Linked DNA regions of Hordeum vulgare: region 1 is linked to region 2. The links are chromatin contacts, called in public Hi-C maps. All regions are on one chromosome and are shown on one strand. The core of a region is the stretch at or near the end of the contact, and the rest is flanking DNA. Distances in the headings are between cores, read along the strand shown.

Region 1 (2,721 bases), core at 83-2,582, 110 kb after region 2:
TTTAAAAAAAACTTATATTAAAAAACGAAAGGTAGTGTCAGGGAACTGGGTATGCCCTAGGTACGGACAAGCGCAAAATAGGATTTGCCATATTTTTAAGGCCAACTGTAGACGCCCTGTGTTTTGGGTTTCAGGAACTAGCTTTTAAACCTGAGAGTAGGAGGAGTAATGACGAGATTGATTCTGCAGCGAAGTTTGTACTGTCTCTGTCCCGTGGCCGACATGTTTGGTTTGATCCACCACTACCAGACTAGTTTTCTGTACCTACAACTACAAATATTATGAATGAATAGTGTCAGCTGTTGCTGTTCCACCTCACAAAGATAAAGAAATATAAATGGACCAAAAAAGTAGACATGTCATAGACCCAATCCTTCTTGTTCTTGGGCACAAAAAATTAAACTCCTTTGTCAGCCAGCGACGGCCGGAAGCTGCAGCCTGCAGGCACAGGATCGAGCATCGACGACGAGCGCTGCATGCATGCATGCATGCGCGGCGCTCGAGGCGGCGACCGGGAATGACACAAAGGGGGCAAGCCAACTCCGAGAAGGCAGCCGGCGCCGCGCTCGCATTTGATGATGATCGTGCGTGTGTATGCGCCTGACGCGACATGCAATGCAATGCAATGCAAAGCGGCAGCAGAGATGTATGGGAACAGTTGCGCCGCGGCGTAGTATTTGCCGATGTGAAAGGGCATCCGTGGTTGCCTCGTCTGATCTCTCTGGTCTGATCTGAGCCGGCTCTGACGCTCTGAAGCCGTGGAGTAATGCAGCATCTTATCATATGCTAGATCGCTAGATCGACAGGCTGCAAACTTGTGCAGGTCGGTCTACCCCGGATGGAGTAAAGGAGGAGGCCTACCCCCTGCAAGGCTTCAACGCCGACGATCGCTGCCTTCGTTGGTTTCAGACGGCATATCTTGTAAGTACACACTGACGTTTTTCGGACACCAACAGAGGGAGTAGCATGCGCAGTCAAAATCACGGCAGCAGAATCAAGAAATGAATAGCGTTGTTCATCTGGTTCCGGTCGACGGTCATCAAAGCACATACCTCAACGGACCGAATGTGTTCAGGCCATTTTCGAAAGAGATTTGGAGGCTATCTGAAAATAGCAGCTGGGTTTGAGCTGAGCTGACCGGGCGGTCTAGCACGGCAGCAATGATGGCACCGGCCTCGAGCGCGCGTGTGCTAACGTGTTTGCATGATGCTTGATTAGAACACTTTGTTTCAGCTGATGATGCTTAATTAGACTGATGATACTAGTCGGAGTGCCATGAGCGCCCGTGTATAATCAGGTGCGCTGTTGCTCTAAAAATCTCGCATTCAGCTAGTCTATTCTAGCCCTCTTGGTAGATGCATAATGAGTGGCGCATGATCCACAGTTCACTGATCGGTTAGGTGCATAATTAACTTTAGCGGACGATAATGCATCACGGCCTCACAAGCGTTTGAAAGCAAGATATTTTTTCCAAAGCCTTTTATGGTGCAGTTTACTAGTCACATGGGTTAACCGGAATGTTTTCTCCCACCTGCTAGGTAATGGCTTGTTTTCTATTGGATTAAAGAAATGTATTTTGATATTTCCCTAACTACCAAAGTAATTAAGTAAATCATGTATACTTTCTGTTATCAAATTAATATATTTTGAACTGTGAACAGTAGGATAATTGCTCTACCGTATTTTCTGTTAGTAAGCCATAACAGTTACAATATATAAAAAAAAGTAGCAAAAAGGAGACTTGCTCACAACCAGTTCTTGGGATCATGGGATTTTTTTTGCGGGCGAAATAAAATTTTCATTACTCAAGGAGGCTTCTCAGCCTCGGTGAGGTTAACAACAAAGTCCATCCCGACCGCATGTACGGATCCCGGAATTCCCCGCACGTACGGATCATAGTGGGACCTAAAATTAGTGACTAATAGCTTAGAAAACTGGGCAGAATATGCCAAATCTGCGAGTTTTGATGAGTTACCCGTAACTGGATCCCGGGGTTCCACGAATGTCCGGATCGCACCAAGACCCAAAATCAGTAAGTAAGAGTAGAAAAAATTAGCTAGAATAGGCAAAATCTGCGAGTTTTGACGAGGTCCCCCTAATAAGACACACGGTGTTCCCCGGACGTCTAGACCACAACGGAACCAAAAATAAGTGAGTAATAGTATATAAAACTGGTCAGAATAGACCAAGTCTACGGGTTATGGCGAGGTCCCCGTAAGCAGACCCCGGTGTTTCCTGGACATTCGGGCCAGAGCGAGAACCAAAATCAGTGAGTAATGTATATAAAACAGGCCAGAATAGGCTAAATCTATGAGATTTCGCGAGGTCCCCGTAAGCGGACCCCAGAGTTCCCTGGATGTTGGGATCACAGCGGGACCCAAAAGCAGTGAGTAATAGTATAGAAAACTGGCTTGAATATGCCAAACCTACAAGTATTAACGAGTAACCTTGACCAGACCCTCGGGTTCCGCGAACGTTCGGATCGCAGTGAGACCAAAAATCAGTGAGTAATAACATATAGAACTTGCCAAAATAGGCCAAACTTGCGAGTTTTGACGAGTACCCATAACCGGGCCCTGGGGTTCCCCGAACGTTCAGATCGCGATGGGACCCGAAAGCTCTGAGTTTTGACGAGGTCTCCGTAATTAGTAATAATATAGAAAACTGGCCAAAACATGCCAAAGCTCTGAGTTTTGAAGAGGTCTCCGTAATCGGACCCCG
Region 2 (3,053 bases), core at 27-2,526:
ATACCTCAGTTGCTGCAGCACCCATTTCTTGTCCCTCGGGTGCCACGGGATTTGCCTCCCATCAACCCTGATCCCGACCCATGCACCATGATGATGGAGCAGATCAGACCATACTGGGCCGACCCCGAGGTTGCTAGGCTTTTCTCCGAGATCCGGGACGTGATTGCAAAGCGCAAGGAGGATGAGACCAGTCAAAGCACCAAAATGTGACACAGCTCGACGGTATCTGGAGAGAGGCGTGGCAAGCATATTTAGCTCAGCGTGCGCCGTCTTACCGAGGCACTGCGGGTGCTGGACAAGATTTGCAGTTGACCATCGCCGATTTTATCGCTAATCGTGTTGTTACTGAAGGTCGGCCCTCGATCGATGGTCCCATGTATGCGCCGTCCTGAGGTCGTCGCTGGTCTATGTATGCCTCCCTCTTGGGCTTTATTTTGTTCGTCCCCAAAACGTTAGCCGGTAACCGGGGGATCTTCCGTGACACGAGGTCTTCCTTGGTAGACGAGGAACTAGGCAGGTGGTGCTTTAGTCTGTTTTTTGTGTGTTTGGTTCTTGTGAATTTAGGTGGCAGCGCCTGTTGTAATCTGTATATGTAAATAGCACCTGCGTGATGAGTTGGGGTAGCCTCCCTGGGGAGGAGGCATTCTTGGTGCCCGGGGGGTTAGGGAAGCTGATGCAGGCAATTCTTTTTCCTTTTTTCTTTTTCTTTTTGAGCATCACTGATGCAGGCAATTCCGTGGTTGTTGGACTGATTAATTGGTCTTAGAACTGAAGATATTTAGCTGTATGTTGTTGGGTGCAGGAAGCATCATCCTATAGCCGCATTTGATGATGATGATCCTTGGGCGTTCGCCCTTTGTGTTGAGCTGTGGTTCTCATCAAGCTAACCGCGGGAGTCGTCCCGCTGGTGCTCGTCGTGAGCACGCTTCTTTTCTTTGTGCTCCAATCTGGGTTGATTACATCATTCTTGTGTATGTATGTATGTATGTATGTATGTATGTATGTATAACAGCACGATTGAACTCGTCGCACGAGCCCACAGAACCTTATGGAGTGTGCAGGCACGGTTTTTTAGACGGCGCGAGCCCCATCTGGTGGAAAGTGTTGGTGCTTTCCCACTTTGCAGATGCAGATGCACGGCGCATGCATTACCTTCTGTACCAGTAGTAGTCCAAGGACACATGCTATCCATGCTCACCTACATACGTCGCCTATCATTGCGGTGACCAGCAAGCCCTGGCCCCTATATCTATCAATCACTGTCACGGCGGCAGAAGTCGCCACTAGCAGCGCTGCTCAGCTCCCCCTCTGGGTGAGTCCCTGTTCACCATCACTCGCCTGGTACTAGTACTAGTACCACACTAGCAGCGCGCAGAACAGATGGTGGTCACTGGTCAGAGAGCCGCGGGAGTCGAGACGAGTCGGCCACGCGTAGGCCGAGCCGGGGGGCCTGTTGCCCTGTTCCTCACGGTGCAGCGCCCCCGAGTGGTTCACCACAATAATACTAGAGATACAAAAACTTACGAAGGTTTACTTAACCTTCCAAACTAACTCTTCTCCTCCCTTGATTTTCAGTGAAAATGGAGTCCCTCATCACTCAATTACCAATCACAATCTTACACATCAGTTTGTACGTAAAATCTTTACGTAAGACTTTGTAGGTGTATATCACTCGGTCCACCACACGCAACCCACTGATCACCCCTGCGTCCGCTCTGGCCGTGCGCTGGCGCCCAAATGTGCACGTCACGCGCGCACCGCGGCACGGACCAGAGCTCATCATGTGCATGCACGCACGGCCCGGCCGCAGCGTACATACGCCAGTCACGTCGGCCCGCACGCGGTACAAATCAAGGGCAGCTAGTGGGCTGTGGTGGGTACCCTGCGTAGACATACGTACGCACGTGCTCGCTTCTTCTTCATCTTCAAAAAAAAAAAGAAAAAAAACGTACGCGCGCGCTCCGTCGGCCCGGCCAAGAGAAATACTACAGTACTAGCCCGGCCGTGCCCCTCTGACGGCGGCGCGCGGTGGCTGCGGCGCCAAGCATTGCCGTCCGTCGCGCGCCGGCTGCGACGCGGCACGGTGTCAGCGCGCGCGCTAGCCCACGGCCAGGCATGGCGGGCACCGCGCCGTGGCCTGGCCTCGCCTCGTGGGGCACCTACGCTACGCCCACTGTTCCCGTGTCAGCTCGGCCCGGCGCTTTATCCGAGGCATGCTTGCTGCTGCTGCGTGCCGCTGTGCGCGCAACAGGAGCTCCGGTTCGGTGGTCGCCGGAGCCGCGGCCGGCGCGTCAACCTTCACGTGCGCCCGCCATGATGGACGTCGTCCGGCGTACGCACTGCTGAGCAAGAGACATCATAATTGGTGCCACGGGAAGATGGGATCGTATTATGGAGTAGTACATATTTTACAACAAAGGTTGGATTTCATTCGTTTAAAAAATGAAGCATCAAAGGGATACAATACAAACACAACAAAAAGGAAAAGTGTATCCATAATCAACAAACTACAACCATGACCACGGTGTGAATTTAATTAACTTGGCCGTAAATCGTGGCACGTGGGCGAAGTCGCCATTGAGGGCCGTTCGATCAAGCATGGAGATTATCTTCCAGTCGCACAAGTGATGAGCAGATCTTGAAGTGGTTGACGAGAGAGCACGCGGCAGTTCCCCTATTGCAACCACCCTCAGATGGAGCGGCAGCAGTAGATCTGTCCGCTCACCGGTACTACTACTAGCCTACCACCCCCGCTGCCCCAGTCGTGGATCTCGCTGTCGAATCGCACAGTGCAAGTACCAAACCGGGGCCTATCCGTTCCATCCTATGCGTGCATGCAGGGAGAGAGAGCTGACAGGGTCACTGCACATTTTGATCGATCGCTGGTCGTCATCGGCCAATGCATGCGAGGCAGCGAGACAGACCAATGATGGATCGCATACTTACTATGTGCTGCGCATCGCATCGCATCGCATCCGGTCGATCACGGCCGCACATGCATGCGCTGCTGCATGCCTACATAGAGTAAGAGTACGTGCTGCACATCGCGCACC

The links. A called contact is a pair of places that touch in the nucleus more often than the background predicts.
Region 1: a Hi-C map of leaf shows a contact between it and region 2, with 5 times the contacts expected there. The contact joins two enhancer-like sites. A contact is called at or near these places in 2 of 6 Hi-C or Micro-C datasets (both in leaf).

The regions. Positions count from the first base shown.
Region 1 is chr4H:14,284,264-14,286,984 of MorexV3_pseudomolecules_assembly, forward strand. No RefSeq gene overlaps it. Among protein-coding and RNA genes, the nearest start is that of LOC123447361, 23 kb to the left of the region's middle. Within about 2 kb of position 1,333, at least 1 of the 3 cell types and tissues checked has open chromatin away from gene starts, as enhancers often do. A contact at or near this core is called in leaf, where this site is marked.
Region 2 is chr4H:14,172,290-14,175,342 of MorexV3_pseudomolecules_assembly, forward strand. It overlaps LOC123447355 (serine/threonine-protein kinase MPS1), which reads left to right. Exons shown (of 5, transcript XM_045123953.1): 5 at 1-787. The coding sequence ends at 210. Among protein-coding and RNA genes, the nearest start is that of LOC123447355, 7.4 kb to the left of the region's middle. Within about 2 kb of position 1,277, at least 3 of the 3 cell types and tissues checked have open chromatin away from gene starts, as enhancers often do. A contact at or near this core is called in leaf, where this site is marked.